Regions from separate parts of the Ovis aries genome. Here region 1 is linked to region 2. The links are chromatin contacts, called in public Hi-C maps. All regions are on one chromosome and are shown on one strand. Each heading gives the region's core, a stretch centred on a gene start, on an enhancer-like site or on the middle of the called end of the contact. The rest is flanking DNA. Distances are from core to core; before and after follow the strand shown. Region 1 holds the start of CABLES1 (Cdk5 and Abl enzyme substrate 1). Region 2 overlaps CABLES1 (Cdk5 and Abl enzyme substrate 1).

Region 1 (3,402 bases), core at 896-3,395, 96 kb after region 2:
CTGCAGACATGTGCACTCAACTACGATGCTACACACCAAACAGGGTCCTTATTTCAACACTTGGGAGGAAAGAGACTCCGGACAAAATTCTGAAGGAGCCTGGTCCATTCATCACCATCTGTCCATTGGGAGAGGAAGTTAAGTTTTCCAACAGACCACCTTCTTAATAGACCAGAAAAAGCCTAAGTGTTCAGAGGAGCATCACAGGAGACAGGCTGTAACAGAAAAGGTTCTCCTTTTTCATATCCAGGCCTGCAACGGACTGGCAAGTTCCTATCCCAGAAAGGGAAACTGAGGCCCCAGGAAGCTGACATAACTGAGCCATAGGAGGCCTTCCTAACTAACTAGCCTGGGCGTTCCCTCCCAGGAACCAGGCCTGCACTTCCTCCCGATTGCTCTCTCCTGTTCGGCCCCCATCCCACCTGCCTGATGCAGCCCAGGGTGCCTGGAACAAGCTCTAGCCATTTCCTGAATGGGCAAGTGTCCAGCATTTCACGGTTTTGCTAAGATGCTTAAGACCTGGAGATTACTTAAGCTACCAAACACAACCTTTCGAAAGGTGAAAAACTTTTTCACTCATTTCAGCGAATTCACGTTGGGATGCAAAATAGAATCCTCAAGCCCTATTTCCTCTCTGTCCCCCAACCTCAAGGCCTTCAAGGGCACATAAGAAGGGCTTTCCTTTTCTTAGGAAAGCAAAGGAAAATACCAAGCGCTCCTGGGACACTGGAATACTTGGAGCGCAGGCAGAACTTCTCAGAAGGCATTCGCGGCGGCGTGTCTGCGGCAAGTTAAAGCTCACACGCGCCGCTCGGCCGGCTGCCGGACCCACTGCTGGACTCTGCGTCCTGCCTAGTCTTGCCGGGCGTGAGGAGAGTGCTTATCCGGGTCCGGCCCGGGTTTCTGAAAGCTCGTGCTCTTTTCTTTGCAATGAGAGGTTTTGATGCCACTTTTTGTGCTGGGCTCCCGCAACCTCTACCTCCAACCCCCTTTGCATGAGCACGGTGCTTCTCGGTGAGTGCTGGCTCGTGCACACACGTGTGAACACATACACGCGCTCCCCAGAGACCTTCCTTCTTCCGAGTGCCCTCGCGGTTTGGAATTCGCGCCAGAAGCCCAGGGATCCAGCAGGGCGCGGGAAGTGGGAGCGCCCGGTGTCCCGCAGCAGAGCGCCAGCCGGGCAGGGTCACGAGAGGCGCGCGCCGCGTCCTGGCTACTCACCGGGACCTCTGCAGCTGCTCGAAGGCACTGGAGCCGCTCCCCGGGCCCGCCTGCTCCAGCGAACAGTAGTTCTGCGAGGTCTGCCTGGAGAAGGCGATGGGCAGGATTCCCTGAGTGAACGAGTTGAGGCGGCCCCGACTGCCGCTCCCGCTCCCGGGGGTCCCGGAGCTCAGGAAGGCGGCCGCCGGCACGTGCACTCCGGTAAAGGCATCGTCCTCCTCCAGCTCCTCCGGCCCGGCGTCCCCGGGCCCGTCTGGCGGCTGCAGCTGAACGCCGGCGGCGAAAGGCGCGGGCCGGGGCGGCTGCCACAGCTCCCCCGACGCCCGGCCGGCGCCCAGGGGGCTAGCGAACCCCCGGGCCGCCCCGGGGCCGAGCACGGTCGCGTGGCCGCCGGGGACGAGCGGCGGCAGCGGCGAGGGCGGCGGGAGGCAGGGGCCCGATCCAGCCGCCGCTGCCGCCGCCGCCGCCGCCGCGCCCGCCGCGGAAAGCGCGCCGCAGCCGCCCCGCTCGGCGGCGACTAGCAGGCTGAGCCGAGTCCTCGCGCCGCAGCCGCTGCCGGGCTTGGCCGCGCCGCTGTCCTCGCCGCCGGCCCACTCCTCTTCCTGCAGCGGCGGCCGGCCGTCCAGCGAGATGTTGGTGAGGAAGGAGAGGGCAGCCTGGCGGCGCCGCGGATCCATGCGCGGCTTCCTGGGGGGCTCGGGCGGCGGCAGCGGCGGCTGGGCCGGCGCTGCGGCCGCGGGCCGGGGCTGCGGCGGCGGCTGCAATCTGCCAGTGCCCGCGGCGTCGGTGCAGGCGCTGCTGGTGCTGCTGCTGCGGACGGCCGTGCCGGCGGTGGCGGCCGTGGTGGCGGCAGTCGCCGCCATTGTGTCCGTCTGCGGCGAGATTTCCGCGATGCCCCCGGAGAAGCGAGTGGCGCCCGAGTGCTAAGCGGCGGGCGCGAGCGCCGGTGACCCGGGCTGGGCAGGGCGCGGGGCGCGGGCGGCGTGCGCGGCGGCCCGTCCCCCCAGCGGGCGGGCCATGCTCGCCCCTCGGTGCTCGGGCGGGGGGCGCCGCCGCCCCAGCCCACGCGCGCGGCTGCTGGCTGGCTCGCTGGCCGTCTGCCCGCCCGCCCGCCCGCCTGCGGGATCGGTGCCGGGCCCTCCGGACCCCGCGATCTCCGGCTCCCTGGCCCCCGGGTCGGTATTTATAGGTGCGCGCGCCCCGCGCTCGCTCTGCGAAAAGCTCTATGCAAAAAAAACCACAGTATCACGTGTGGGGGGGGTGAAACCTGGGAGGAAAACAAAGCCGCAGGCGGCAGCCGCGCAGGCAGGCAGCGGGAGGCGGCGGGGGCGGGGGCGGGGGGGAGACGGCGGAGGAGGAAGAGGAGGAGGAAGGGAAAACCGAGCGGGTGGCGGGGCGGGGATCGGCCTGGCGGTCCAGGTAGTCCTAGCTGACTGCGGGGAGAGTTGGTGGCTCCCTGCCGGGGCGCGCGCCCAGGTGCGGGAGGCGAGCACGCTTCCCCGTCGCGCTTGGACTGGGAATTACGGAGCGTGAGCAGAGCTCCGAGTCACGCGTGAGGATGTGGTCCCGGGAGGGTTATAGGTCTGCGGGACGAGTTACTGGAATTGAAGCGATTTGGCCCGCGAACTTGTTAACTGGATCCCGCGCTGCCCTTGTTGGGCCCGGAGAAATAAGTCCTTATTAATAGTTACACGAGTAAGGCCACACCCCTTTATGTGGACAGTCCCACCAGCAAGCGGTCGCTGACCGTTGAGTTTGTGTCTCATTCATTTGCAGGCTGAGGACGCAGCTCCTGTTATAAATACACACCCCGGGGTGCACAAGAACCCCAAACCCTACCAGTGTCTTCTATTAAATAAGTGCCTGTCCAAGGATGCATGCAGTGACCCTTCCAGAGCTGCAAGGACGGATCTGGGAGGGGTGGCAGTATGCTGTACCCCAGCCCCACCGCCAACAACCTTCAGTTCTGGGGTAGAGGGGGCTTTACCATGGACCATCTGAAAATGCCTGCAGATTTCCCTCTGCGGTTTGGGTGACTTATCAAAGGCAGTAGTAACAGTTGTCACACTGACGAGTTCTCTGACATCTAAGAAACCTCTCTACACTTTCCTGAGGGAGAAGCAATGTGTTTAAGATCAAGTGATTAATTTAATTAAAGGTTTAAATTTAGCCTTGGAGCTA
Region 2 (3,750 bases), core at 585-3,084:
TGCGCTTGGCCGTGTCCGACTCTTTGTGACCCTCTGGACTGCAGCCGGCCAGGCTCCTCTGTCCATGGGATTTTCCGTCCTCACCTACCTCCGAATTTTGCTGAGTGTTAACTTAATGTGAGGGAACTTCTCCTTGAAGGTCTCGTTCATGTCCTTCTTGAGATCGGAGGGCTTTACGTAGTCAATCACTGTGGTCTGAAACAGATCGGGCCACACAAGTCACTCCTTAAAATATGGGTCATGGGTCATAGTCACATGCAAGTCACACCCAACTTCTAACACCCCCACCACCAGCAACGGGGAACCCAGGCTAGAGCCATCTTGAGGGCTCTGCCGGATGCAGGAGCCCGTTGGGGCAGGACCCCTGCAGGTGGATGGAAACGAAAGTCCAGTCATCAGCAGGACCCGGTGACATTTAGCAGCCCTGGCCACCAGAGTCAGTGCCTGGCAGACAGTCACGAGGTTTGTGATGATGTCAGCAGGTTCGAGCAAAGAAGCTCCATCTTTCGTTGGGTGCCAAAGCTGGGTGAGCCCCCAGCGAGGATATTCCAGGAGCTGGAGGAGGGATGAGAGATGACTGGATCTCACCCAGTGGCAATCACAGCAGCTCTGCTGTTTTCTGTCTTACATGTAGATACATGCAATGCTTCTTTCCACCCTTTTTTTGGTGTGTGGGATACTAGCTCCCTGTTCAGGGATAGAAATTGGGCCCCCTGCAGTGGAAGCGTGGAGTTTTAATCACTTGAACTGCCAGGGAAGTCTCAGCACAACACTTCTCTTGAAAGAAGCCTCCCACTGCTGAAAGAAAAATTTGCAAGTGCCTTCCAGCCACCCTAACCTTATGGAGGAGGAAACAGAGGGTCAGAGAGGTGACCAGGCTTGTCCCCACTGAAGAAGGGCGCACTGCTTTCCTGTTCTGAATCAGACTGAAAGAGTAGTGGTTAGTGGCAGCCGGGAGCAGCTCCAGGCGGCTGAAGGTGGAAAGGGTTGGGGGCAGAGGCTGGAGGCTCCATGTCCAGCGAGTCAGGCAACTTGCAAAAAGTGGCTTAACCTGAGCCTCACCCTCCTCTTTGCTACACAAGATAACAACACCTGTCGGGCTGCTTCACAGGTTTCTCTCAAAGATCAAACAAAGAGAACCCAATGTATCTAAAGCACACTGGAGAATTTTATCGAGCCAACTGGGCTGTGCTCCTGTTCCACTGAGTCAGTGTCTAAGGACAGGGCCTTGCTCTCAGCACTGTGATCTTGCCCAGGTGGTTTTTATGCAAATCAGATACTCCTTTGCCTCGCCTGCAATGTTATTTCTGCAGGATCATCTTCCCTAAGTCCCTGGGTGGACTTGCCTAAATCCCAGTCATCCCCCTTCGCTATACACTATGGCTTGGATAGCCAGCCCCTTCCAGACGCCGCGCTGTCCTTCCCGATTTCTTTGCAGCTAGGATTCCACACACTATTCCAGCTCCTCTGGGGTGATGCACTGGTGTCAGAAAGGTCAGAAAGCAGAGTGGAAGCGGAGGCTGGGCTTCTTTCTGCTGCCAAGAGGAGTGATGGCAGAAGCCCTGGAGTCCCAGTTTCCATTCCGTGGGTGTGGACCACAGCAGGGCAGCATGGATCCAGAGCTGGGAGCATGGGTGCGGACCACAGCAGGGCAGCATGGATCCGGAGCTGGCAGCATGGGTGCGGACCACAGCAGGGCAGCATGGATCCGGAGCTGGGAGCATGGGTGTGGACCACAGCAGGGCAGCATGGATCCGGAGCTGGGAGCATGGGTGTGGACCACAGCAGGGCAGCATGGATCCGGAGCTGGGAACATGGGTGTGGACCACAGCAGGGCAGCATGGATCTGGAGCTGGGAGCATGGGTGTGGACCACAGCAGGGCAGCATGGATCCGGAGCTGGGAACATGGGTGTGAACCACAGCAGGGCAGCATGGATCCGGAGCTGGGAGCAGTGGCAGCGTCCTGACCCTGGAGGTGGCAGGGGTGTCATGCCTGGAGCTGATGGCCGGTGCACATTCCCCTGGGGACCTGGTTCTGCAGTACAGTTTGGGGATCATTCCTGAAATCCCAATTCAGGCTGTTGCACCAGCCTCCCCAGTGACGACAGGCTGTTTAGTACCCTGTAAAAAAATGCCTTTCTTCTTAAACTAGCTTGGGTGGATGCTGCACTGCATAACTGAACCAGCAGACACTGTCTTCGTTGATGGCATTTACCTCTATTGTAACAGGACATCTTTGTGGGGACATGGGATAACAGCAGAGCTGTTTCCCCTAAAGGCGCTAATGTCATCTCTTCACCACAGCCCTGGGGACCTCCCACGCCACTTCCTGACCAGCCCTAGCTTTAAAACAACCCAGTGAACAGCAACAACCCAGCCCAGCTTGCAGCCTTGAAGGTGGGGCCAGGAGGGCTCAGGCCATCCCAAGCCTGGACCTCACAGGAGATGTCCTTTATTTTTACATGCAGCCTCATTCGCGCTCTTGGGGGTACAGAGCTAGGGGCTTAGTTTCCTTGGCAGCAGGATGAGTGGAAATGTATATTTGTTTCCATGCTGGATGCTTGAGAGGAGGGTAGAGGGAAGACCAGTGAGTTGATGCTATGAGGCCCTTGGCTCAGCACTTGGCCCCCAGCGAGGGCTGCACATGATCAAGCCCTCAAATTCATTTTCTCGGTGGCAGAATTCTGAATTCCGGCTTTGCCACCCGGCGTTGCAGAGGTGGCCTTCTCTGATGCCTTCTGGGGGAGGTTTGCAGCCCCTCGACGTCTGGGCACTAGTTCAGGCGGTTTCAGCTCCCTGTGCCTGCTGCTTCTTCTGGCTTCTCTGTCACGTGCTTTATGTGGACGGCTGCAGGCACCAGCTGTGCAGGCTGCTCACGATTAGGTGCTCGGGGCATGCAATCACGGTGGCTGTGTGGGCGGCCCCCAAAGTGACAGTCTGCTCCCAGGCCCTTGCCCAGACAGGACCCTGCACACACAGTGTGCCTGTGGGCCACAGTTCCAGACTGGCCAGGCGCCAAGTATGGGAAGACTTGCTCAGAGCCTAGGAAGACCCTGCCGTCAGATTTCAGAGGACGACAGGCCTCGCTGTCCTCAGCCCTGGTTCCCTCGAGGGAACACTTTCTGGCAACATAGAAGCTATGGTCCCGTGTGTCTTGAGGGAGCCTACGACATCCTCTAGAGGCTGACCTCCCCACATTCCCTCCCCCTCCCAAGAGACAGCTGTTCTCTTCCCAGTGATGGGGGGTGAGCCGAGGGGGCAGTACTCAAGGCTGAGTCACAAGGCGACCCCAGCCACTCACTTGTTCTGGCTTGTGTGCATATGGGGTGTGTGTGTGTGTGTGTGTGTGTGTGCACATGCTCAGTCATGTCCAACTTTGTGACCCCATGGACTGTAGCCCACCAGGCTCCTCTGTCCATGGAATTTTCCAGGCAAGAATACTGGAGTGGATTGCCATTGCCTTCTTCAGGAGATCTTCCCAATCCGATCCAGGGATCTAACCCTTGTCCCTTATGTTTCCTGCATTGGTAGCGAGTTCTTGACCACTAGCGCCACCTGCGAAGCCCAAGGCTCAAGAGAGAATGAATCAACCAGGAGGCCCATGCTTTGTTGCAAGTCCCCTCTCCCTTTAATTGCATGGTCTATGAAGGCTCACGCTGTCTAGGTTTTGCCACTGCATGTGCGTCCCTAGGAATCAAAGTGCTAGAAAACGGGGTGTGGGCCCCTCCTGGCCTCGGACAGAGTGGGTG

What was found. Hi-C and Micro-C count contacts between places; a contact is called where the count stands out from the background.
Region 1: a Hi-C map of mixed tissues shows a contact between it and region 2, with 2.0 times the contacts expected there. The contact joins the promoter of CABLES1 here to the enhancer-like site in region 2. A contact is called at or near these places in 2 of 16 Hi-C or Micro-C datasets (mixed tissues and tail adipose tissue).

The regions. Positions count from the first base shown.
Region 1 is chr23:33,846,066-33,849,467 of ARS-UI_Ramb_v3.0, forward strand. CABLES1 (Cdk5 and Abl enzyme substrate 1) reads right to left here and starts at 2,146. Exons shown (of 10, transcript XM_015103631.4): 1 at 1,222-2,146. The coding sequence starts at 2,084.
Region 2 is chr23:33,750,652-33,754,401 of ARS-UI_Ramb_v3.0, forward strand. CABLES1 (Cdk5 and Abl enzyme substrate 1) reads right to left here. Exons shown (of 10, transcript XM_015103631.4): 8 at 89-195. Among named protein-coding and RNA genes, the nearest start is that of CABLES1, 96 kb to the right of the region's middle. Within about 2 kb of position 1,835, at least 11 of the 54 cell types and tissues checked have an H3K27ac peak or open chromatin away from gene starts, as enhancers often do.